2 separate regions of the Danio rerio genome follow, and region 1 is linked to region 2. The links are chromatin contacts, called in public Hi-C maps. All regions are on one chromosome and are shown on one strand. Each heading gives the region's core, a stretch centred on a gene start, on an enhancer-like site or on the middle of the called end of the contact. The rest is flanking DNA. Distances are from core to core; before and after follow the strand shown. Region 1 holds the start of znhit6 (zinc finger HIT-type containing 6). Region 2 holds the start of dnai3 (dynein axonemal intermediate chain 3).

Region 1 (5,651 bases), core at 2,488-4,987, 190 kb before region 2:
CGTCAGAAGTACACGATGTTGTCTAACAGCAGTAATATTTGTCGAACTGTAGAGTCTCTCTGCTTGTTGCTGGCTGTATGTGGGCGGAGTTATACACAAAGGTGAAGGGTGAAGAGGCCTCTGTGTGATGTTACTGGCAAAATACTGCACGACTATCAGCCAATCAAATTCAAGAACCAGACAGAACTGTTGTATGTATATATATATATATATATATATATATATATCATCAAAAATAACTAGTTACTGTTGAGTAATTTTTGCATCAGGTACTTTTTCCTCTTTCTCGAGTAACCTTTACGATTGTTACTTTTACTTGAGTGAATATTTCCGCAAGTACTTTTACTTGAGTTTAGATTTCGAGTACTCCACCCACCTCTGGTCTGAACAGGTTGTGTATTTGCGTACAGTGTGTTTCTGGCCGTCAGGTGTGCATTTTTGTTCGTTTTTCTGTTGCGTTCGGTCCTTTCAATCTGAACGAAGCTAATTTATATGAACAGTGTGTTAAGTTATATTCCACATCGCCTTAAATATACCTTTTTTCACTTAAAGCGAAGCCACGAGTATCTCACGTACATCTTGAAGAGAACTGATGGGATTTTTGTGCAGTTTCTGTTGGCGAAAGTCTCATTATAGTGTTGTAAACCCCTCTGAAAGATCCTCGCAGGTGAATAAAGCAGGTATACTGTGATGTTTCCCAGCGCTGCTCGTGGCGTGCGGTGATTCCTCTGTGGTGCTGCAGTATTCAGAGTTTATCATTCTTGATTTCCCCTTATGTATATTTGGACATTATATGTTTGTTTATTTATGTTATCTTCGTCCAGTACTCCAGTAAATGATGGTCAGCTTCGCCGTTTACTTGGAGATCTTATTTATGTCAGATTTGGTTTTTTGTATATAAACACAAATTGGGAGTTTATGTTGTGTTCTGGCAGCTGCGATTGGCCAGATTCAGATCACATGATCACACACACACACTCACACACACAGACTGACACACACACACAGGAAGTGTAACACACCTGTTAACTTATGATTACAGTATCAGAACTGCCCCTTATATATGTGCCATCGGGAATAAAGACAAAACATGTAAATATTGAATATTTTGACATTAAAATAAACGTTTTAACCCCAGTTATGCCTTCAGTTCTTTTAAGATGGATGATGTGTTCTTGTATGAGGGATAAATGGATGGATGGATGGATGGATGGATGGATGGATGGTTAGATAAATAAATTGATGAATAATTGAGTGGATGGATGGATGGATGGATGGATGGATGGATGGATGGAGTGAGGGATGGATGGATAAATAAGTGGGATGGATGGACGGACGGACGGATGGATGGATAAATTAGTGGGATGGCAGGATGGATGGACGGATGGATGGATGAACAGATAAATAAATAAGTGGGATGGATGGATGGATGGATGGAGGGAGGGATGGATGGATGGATAAATAAGTGGGATGGACGGATGGATGGATGAACAGATAAATAAATAAGTGGGATGGGTGGATAAATAAGTGGGATGGATGGTTGGTTGGATGGATGGATAAATAAATAAATGGATACTTGGACGGACGGATGGATAGATGGATGGATGGATGGATGGTTGGATAAATAAGTGGGGGGGATGGATGGAAAAACGTATGATGGGTTGGTGGATTGATGGTTGGTTTGATAAATATATAAGGGAGTGAGTTGGATGGATGATTGAATGAACAGATGATGTGTGGGTGGGTGATGGTTGCCTGGATAGATAAATAAGTGGATGGATGATTAAAAAAATAGATGGGTTGGCTGTATATATATATATATATAAGTAGATAGATGAATGATGGGTGGGAGGATAGATAAATAGGTTGATGCATGAGTGGGTGGGTGGATGAATGGATAGATGGATGGATGGATGGATGGATGATGTACTTATGCGTTTATGTACAGATGGAAGACCCTACTGACAAAAAAAAAAAAATGCTTAAACCAGTCTAGGCAGGTTGGCTGGTTTTAGCCTGGTTTTAACGGGGTCTTAGTTAAACATTTTCCAGCCTGACCAGCTAAGACCAGGCTGAGGTTAATCTGTTCACATCGCCAATCATCTTATTTTTCCATGATGGAATACAAGTCTATGAATTAAATGTTTGGTTTTATAAATAAAATAGCCTAGCTTGGAAATATTTCATCAGCTTTTTGATAAAATTATGAATTTATTTAGTTAGTAATTTAACATTAGTTTGACCTGACTGTTTCCAGTGTGAAGTATGTTAAAATGTCATTTATTCCTGTGACGATCTTTCAGCTTTTTCAGAATCACGTGATGTGTGTCATGACTCATGTCGAAAAGTCAGTCACTATTTTAGACATTATTTATATCAGTATTTGCTGATAATCACTTGTGCACTGTTTAGTTTATCAAGTCCTAAATTGTTCATGTGTAAAATAATAACATACTGTAGTCATAGATATTTACATTAGATGTCGCCTGTTGTTGAAGGAATGCATCAATAAAGCCGCCATTTTAGTACAGGGTAGCTCTCCCTTGAAATAAATGCTGGACCAAGGTGCCGTGGAGGACTGAGAGCCAGAGATTTACACATACACACGTATATGATTGGGAGTTTTCCCGGTGGTCAGTATACTCAAACATTTAATTAAAATTACGAAAATGATCATTTTACATCACTTTTCCCTGCTGAAAAATCCAGCTTAACCAGCCTAGGCTGGTTGGCTGGTTTTAGCTGGTCGACCAGGCTGGTTTTAGAGGGGTTTTGGCCACTTCCAGGCTGGTTTCCAGCCATTTCCAGCCTGGTCTTAGCTGGTCAGGCTGGAAAATGACCAGCCAAATCCAGCTAAAACCAGCTTGACCAACCTGGTTTAAACTGGATATAGTTGGTTTTGGCTGGACTCCCAGCTTGGCTAGGCTGGTCAAGCTGGTTTTAGCTGGTCATCTCCCAGCCTGTCCAGCTAAGACCAGGCTGGAAATGGCTGGAAACCAGCCTGGAAGTGGCCAAAACCCCTCTAAAACCAGCCTGGTCGACCAGCTAAAACCAGCCAACCAGCTTAGGCTGGTTTAAGCTGGATTTTTTAGCAGGGTTGTATATTGATAGATAAGAGACCACACGGGCATTCCTGGCAAAAAGCATGTGTTTGTGTGGAAATGTAGTTATCCCTCCCTACCTGTTTAATTTGCTCTAATCCGTGTCCTGAAACACTGCTCTCCTGCTTTCACTGCTCATCAGAGGGAGCGATTCGCTTGTGAATAAATCTCCATTAATTAGCCGACAGTAACAGCAGTTTCTAGCAGCACAGCGTCTTGTTATCATTATATTTTTCATTGTTTGCTGATTTTATTCAACTGAACTAGTATAAGCCTGGTGTTTAGTGCTGCTTTACCTAATGGTGAGTGCATTAGTGACTGACATCAATACTGTTGAGCACAAAAGTTCATAACATACAAAAACGTATAAAACAAAATCTGCCTTATGAAATATTCTGCCTTTGTGCTTTGTTTTCTTTGTTTGCTCGTTACTACACCCGTAGACAACGTTAAAGTTCAGCATCTACACATTGGCACAGTAGCGCGGTTGTACTGGGAGCACTGTACAAATATGGCGGCTCTACTGACGCATGCTCGTGGTCTGTATGCAACATCCCGTGTATAAGTTTACATCTATGTACTGCGCGCCGACTGTCGTAAACTGTGGTAAAGAGAGCTCAGGAGACGGCAGACTCGTGTGTGTACTGCAGCACATGCTCAGTGTTTTGGTCATACAGAAGGAAGAGCACGCGTGTGTGACCGTGTCGTGTTGCTGATATGAAGATGAATCTCCCTGATGTGGATAATAACACCGCAGATGAAGAGCGGAGGGCGGTGAAGCGCAAGATGGCGATGTCCAGGTCAGTGGAGCGCGCCTGTCTCTTGTGTTTACATCTGTGTCTGCTGCTAACGCTGAGAAACACTCAGATAAACACGTGTGTGATGCAAATACAGGAGAATCTGCTGTCATATCTGCTGTTTCATGTTCAGTGTGATGTTATATGTGCCGTTAAATCCGTCTAGAGACTCTGTAATACCGACTGCAGTCAATATCAGCTGTGTGTGTGTGTGTGTGTGTGTGTGTGTGTGTGCGCGTGTGTTTGTGTGTGTGTTTGTGTTTTCAGGTGCGATGTTTGTGATTGTGAAGAGGCTAAGTACAGGTGTCCGAGCTGTAAAAAACACACCTGCAGGTGAAGCACACACCATAGACACACTCACAAACACACACACACAGACACACACACACATGCAGAGACTCTCTCACTCATCATACACACATAAACACAAACATCATTCTCATACACTCACTCCCCCCTTCCACACACACACACACACATTATTCACACATATGTAACAGAGGTCAGCCAGTGAGTGCTGTGCAGGTAAAGCTCCCTCCTCTGATCTCTAAACGTGCTCTAGCGACAGACACTAGAGGTCATGGGCTTTAGCCTCCTTGTTAGAGCAACCGACTTCCATGCGGAAGGTCGACGGTTCGATCCTAGCTTGGAGCGGGTTGGGTGGTGTGGGACTGGTGGGGTTACACATTCATCCCAAAACAAACATCGCACACACTCTCTTAATTTTTCTCTCACACATACAGACGCATTATACTCACACACACACACATGTAGAGAAAGTCCTACACACATCATACACATTCAAACACTACACACACACACACACATATATACTGGAACACATACATGTACACACACATGTGAGACACTCACACATCATACACACAATCAAACACCACACACACTCTGTCTCACACACACATGCATCATACACAAGCAAACATACTCCCTCACCCGCCCACACACACACACACACGCATGTATATACATCGTACATAAACACAACACTCACACAGACATGCATCCTGTATGTCACATCAAACACACAGAGACACATTATACACACACACACACTGTCTGTCCCTCACACACACACAATACACTAATTAACAATACACTAATACACAAGTCAATTAATTAATAATGTTGTAATTGAGTGTGTGTGTGTGTGTGTGTGTGTGTGTGTGTTCTCTGCAGTCTGGTGTGTGTGAAGCGGCACAAGTCTGTGTCGGGATGCTCTGGCGTTCGGGATCAGACTGCGTTTGTGTCTCTGTCTGACTTCAGGGAGATCCACATGCTCAGCGGTCAGTCACTCTGAGTGTGTGTGTGTGTGTGTGTGTTTGTGTGTGTATGTGTGTTATAAATGTGTGTGTGAGTTTGATCTGTGTGCGCGTGTGTGTGTGTGTGTGTGTTATAAATGTGTGTGTGAGTTTGATCTGTGTGTGTGCGTGTGTGCATGTGTGTGTGTGTGTTATAAATGTGTGTGTGAGTGTAATCTGTATGTATGTGATATTGGTGTGTGTGTGTGTGTGTTGTGCTGTTGTAGACTACAGGTTTCTGGAGGACAGCGCTCGACTCAGACAGCAGTCCAGCAGAGACACTGTGATGACCAGCGGACGACAACACCCCAAACAGGTCTGTGTGTGTGTGTGCGCGCGTGTGTGTGTGTGTGTGTTTGATTGTATGAACTTTAATTGAATAATAAAATATATCAATAGATAATTAATAATAGTGTGTGTGTGTGTGTGTGTGT
Region 2 (5,222 bases), core at 836-3,335:
TTTGGTTTTTATTATAATCATTATTTTACATCTTTTCTTTTATACATGACACTGTTTAATCGCTAGTCTTTGTGACAAATGTATAACATTATTATTATTATTATTATTATTATTATTATTATTATTATTATTATTATTTTAATCATTTATTTTCTTTTTTATATCTAGGTGTTTAAAAACTTTATTATTGCTATTATGTTACATATTTTCATTCTAATAACAAACAAATCACTTTCTAGGCTTTGTGACAAATCTATAACTTCATTTTTTATTATCAGACATTTATTTTCCTTTTTTATATGACAAACAGCTTAATCTGTGGGTTTTATGGGAAATCTACAGTCAGCGGCCACTTTATTAGGTACACCTGTCCAATAGCTCGTTAATGCAAATTTCTAATCAGCCAATCCCATGGCAGCAGCTCACTGCATTTAGGCATGTAGACATGGTCAAGAAGATCTGCTGCAGTTCAGAGCGAGCATCAGAATGGGGAAGAAAGGGGATTTAAGAGACTTTGATCGTGGCATGGTTGTTTCTGCCAGACGGGCTGCTCTGAGTATTTCAGAAACTGCTGATCTACTGGGATTTTCACGCACAACCATCTCTAGGGTTTACAGAGAATGCTCCGACAAAGAGGAAATCTCCAGTGAGCGGCAGTTCTGTGGGCGCAAATGCCTTGTTGATGAGGCCAGAGGTCAGAGGAGAATGGCCAGACTGGTTCCAGCTGATAGAAAGGCAACAGTAACTCAAATAAGCACTCGCTACAACCGAGCTCTGCAGAAGAGCATCTCTGAACACACAACACGGCCAACCTTGAGGCGGATGGGCTACAGCAGCAGAAGAGCACACCGGGTGCCGCTCCTGTCAGCTAAGAACAGGAAACTGAGGCTACAATTCACACAGACTCACCAAAACTGGACAATAGAAGATTGGAGAAACGTTGCTGCTCTGATGAGTCTCCATTTCTGCTGACACATTCAGATGCTCGGCTCACAATTTGGCCTCAACAACATGAAAGCATGGATCATCCTGCCTTGTATCAGCGGTTCAGGCTGGTGGTGGTGGTGTAATGGTGTGGGGGAGATTTTCTTTGGGTCCATTAGTACCAATTGAGCATCAACGCCACAGCCTACCTGAGTATTGCTGCTGACCATGTCCATCCCTTTATGAGCACAGTGTCTCCATCTTCTGATGGCTACTTCCAGCAGGATAACGCAGCATGTCATAAAGCTCAATCATCTCAGACTGGTTTCTTGAACATGACGATGAGTTCACTGTACTCAAATGGCCTCCACAGTCACCAGAGCTCAATTCAATAGAGCAGCTTTGGGATGTGGTGGAACGGGAGATTGGCATCATGGATGTGCAGCCGACAAATCTGCAGCAACTGTGTGATGCTATCATGACAATATGGAGCAAAATCTCTGAGGAATATTTCCAGTAGCTTGATGAATCTACAACACCAAGGATTAAGGCAGTTCTGGAGGCAAAGGGAGTTCAACCCGGTATTAGTAAGGTGTACCTAATAAAGTGGCCGCTGAGTGTATAACTTTTATTTTTATAACAACATCAATAATTAAAATTATACGTTTTCTTATCCTTAAATCTTAAGACATGTATAAAGTGTTTAGAAATCAGTCTAAAGCTCTCCACAATCCTGATTAAAAGTTTAAAGTTTATTTTTTAAGTTAGCTAAAAGTCCTAATCATTAAACTGAACGAAATTACACTGATGGTTTAATACCACTACATGATTATAGTGTTATTTTACCACGGTGTGTCGAAATATACTATATTAAAAAGCCCAAACATCACTTTGTACATTCACCTCACAGATAAAACACTGTCACGGATATAAAACCACACATAATTAACCATATAAGTTACAACAGTTTTAGATGTAACGTTATCCACAGTGATCTCAGTTTAATTCCTAACCCTTACCTTTCATTGTAGAGCTTTGTGTAGGTATAATCTATTAAAAAACGTCAACTAATAACTAAATAAAAACGTCTGAGCAATGTTTACACACATCAGCTTCCGGCATCAGAGCCGGTTGCCATTGGTTTCAGAGGCGGAGATTCGTGTGACTGACAGATTGCACGTCCAATTGTAGCGTTGTTCAGCTGAAGCACCGCCCCCCACACCTGCTGACTGACGGTCGGTCTGAAACAGCTGAATTCGGATTGATTTCAGATATTTGTGGACTTTAGTTCGGAAAGCAGACGCAGATGTGCTCGTCTGATCACACACTCACACCACTGACTGACAAACAACTGATCTAATTATCCGCTGGTGAGTTACCAATGAAACTCTTCGCATTTGTACTCAGATATCATGCTTTATTGAGGTTTTCTGACGGGAATGCTGTGAAATGTGGCGCTGTGTTTGAGTTCTGCTAGTGATCTTTGATTTGGAATTGATTTTAACACTCTTGTTCTCCGTCTTGTATGTAATATTGTGTGTGTTTCTGGTTTATGTGGATGCCGGGCAGGTATGATTGTTTCACGTGATTGATTTTATCATGTGACAGTCAGGAATGTGGAGAAATTAATCAAAAACACCTTTCAGAATCAGTTCATCCAGTGGAAAAGCCGCATTACTGCACGTCTCTGTCAACCCGAGAGCTGATCTGTTTATTTACATCGAGATTAATCTGTTCACACAATAATAGAGCCTTTTCACACGGAGATGACGAGTTTAACACCATCTTAAATCCTCTTAAGCTTTTAAAGATTTTATTCATCTCTAATATTAATTTACAGATTTTTTCCGTGCATTTAAAATAAATAATTATTATTATTATTTTGTTAATATAAATTCTAATGTCGGCTTTGTACTAAACCTTATCCTATTTATGTGGATTTTATGTCAATTCTGAAATTGTAACCCGATTTTGTATTGTTTATGTAATTTATTTGTGTACAATTCCAGTATATTCAATTAAATTGCTATTATCTTTATTTTATTTTATATTTTTTTGCCCTCTTCACTCACAACTTTTAAAATCTTTTTTACATGTCCCCAGATCAGGTAACTTATTAATATTTCTTTGTTTTTTTATTTTGGTACTATCAGGCCTGTATCCAGCCTAGTGAAAGAGGTGGTTCTTTTTTCTCAGAAAGTGGATTTTTTTGCAGTTATTCACTTTATTTTCTATTTAATTATGAGATAAAAGTACTGTATTTAGGTGACATTTTAAGAACGTTTTTTTTAACTAATTGGCTTGTCGGATGGTCATCATAACCTCACTTTTTAATGTACCAAAAATATTTACTAAATGTTTAGAATAAAGAAATGTGACACATTTATTTTTAAAATACAAATTTATCATTAGAAAAAAAAGTTTAAATTAAAACCCATAGCCTGTAAATTTATTAGGCAAATAACAGACTGGCCAGCACATTTAACTCTCCTTTTAATAATAAAAAACTAAAACATAATAATAATAATAATAATAAATATAATGTAGAGCTTTGCCATTTTTCTAGCCTCTCATAAAAAAAAACATTTGAAAATTCATGGATATTCAGTGAAAAATTCATAAATAGGCAAAATATTCTTGAAATTGATTTTAATATGGGCTGCTTATGGTGCTTCACACTTTTTTATGGGTCATGTTTTCTTCTGAAGATGAAGAATAAGTTGTCAAATGTTTTCTCTATTTTAAGATTAATACTGTGAAAAATGACTGCGCTTATGTCAGATGTGTTCTTGCACAGCTGGACATTGGAAAAATAATTGTTTGCACTGATTAGCTGAAGTCACACCAGGATTCTGCTCGGTCTTAAAGCCGTTTTCGATGGGTTATTTTTACTGTTTATGAAGGCACAGCAGTCAAATAGGACAAATGAGCTCATGAATGGGAACAATTCTGGACCTTTGTCAGGGAGGGGTGGGTCTTCTGAAACACTTGATCCCCCTCTGGCTACAGGCCTGATCATTGTAAATAATCTAATGATTATTATTACTTTTCCTAGAGATAGGTTGCAGCTGGAAGGGTATCCACTGCGTAAAAACATGCTGGATAAGTTGGTGGTTCATTCCGCTGTGGTGACCCCAGATTAATAAAGGGACTAATCCGAAAAGAAAATGAATGAATGAATAATACCAACAACAATAATAATAATAATAATAATAATAATAATAATAATAATCATTAATATTAATATTAAAGTATGATTTTTTTTTCAATATTATCGGTAAAGGAAACACAGGCTCTATTGGTGCTGTTCACATATATTTCAGTGTAATATGGAGAGCGAGTGCACGTTTTTACCAAAACTAATATTGGATTATTTTTAAATGTGTGTGCTTGTAAAACATTATCATCTGCACAAATAAATGATGGGGTTCTTCTCTAAAGAAGTAGTTCCTCCACCTCATTTAGGGCAGGGGTTCCCAAACTTTTCAGCCTGCTACCCCCAAAATAACAATGCCAGTGACTCGCCGCCCCAAACATCCTCTGAGGTGGTTATAAATACAGAAACCTTGCATGCAATGGCGCACACACGCCAGCAGACCCAAGTCTATTCTTGGTTTAATGTGTGTCAGTGCTGTAGATGTGCCAGAAAGTTTATCCTGGTGTTATAAAATCAATCTGCTGCATCTGACGCTATTGCTGCGTCTGTAATATAATGTAATTACCCCACGGGTGCAGTCCAATAGAACTAGTAACAGAAGCCCCTATAGTAACTATATAGTATATAGCAGAGGTCACCAATCTCGGTCCTGGAGGTCCGGTGTCCCTGCAGGGTTTAGCTCCAACTTGCCTCAACACACCTGCCTGGGTGTTTCAGGTGTACCTATTGTTGCAGCAGCTAAATGTTGAAGGCTTGGCATCTCAACGCACGTTTTTTACGCACACACCCAATGTCCAGTCTTGCTTCCTCTTCAAATTTAAATTCACTTTATTTAGCTCATTATAAATACATACTTGCAATTATTAATGGTGAACCCTTTAGCGACCTCAAAGGTGTGCGAGTTTGGTGTGGTAAAAACTGCATGCGTTCCCTGGTTGTTGCTAGAGCGGATACGTTTGCGGCTGGAAGTTAAAGCGAATAATTTCTATCATTTATTAAATTTCTCATTTGTTGTATTTTATTAACGTCTACCCCCACCCCAACCCTAAACCCAACCGTCACAGTAATGTAAAAACTGTATTTGTACCGAGTATTAGTTATGTTATCTATTAAATTACCCAATAAAATGTCATTTTTAATG

Evidence for each region. Hi-C and Micro-C count contacts between places; a contact is called where the count stands out from the background.
Region 1: a contact with region 2 is called in a Hi-C map of hematopoietic stem cells, with 2.2 times the contacts expected there. The contact joins the promoter of znhit6 here to the promoter of dnai3 in region 2. A contact is called at or near these places in 2 of 18 Hi-C or Micro-C datasets (caudal fin and hematopoietic stem cells).

What each region holds. Positions count from the first base shown.
Region 1 is chr23:50,110,294-50,115,944 of GRCz12tu, reverse strand. znhit6 (zinc finger HIT-type containing 6) reads left to right here and starts at 3,737. Exons shown (of 10, transcript XM_068216970.2): 1 at 3,737-3,901; 2 at 4,166-4,231; 3 at 5,096-5,202; 4 at 5,445-5,533. The coding sequence starts at 3,819. col24a1 (collagen type XXIV alpha 1 chain) reads left to right here. Exons shown (of 60, transcript XM_073939503.1): 60 at 1-1,137.
Region 2 is chr23:49,915,208-49,920,429 of GRCz12tu, reverse strand. It overlaps dnai3 (dynein axonemal intermediate chain 3), which reads right to left and starts at 2,085. Exons shown (of 21, transcript XR_012398839.1): 1 at 1,944-2,085. It overlaps mcoln3b (mucolipin TRP cation channel 3b), which reads left to right and starts at 2,194. Exons shown (of 14, transcript XR_012398846.1): 1 at 2,194-2,294.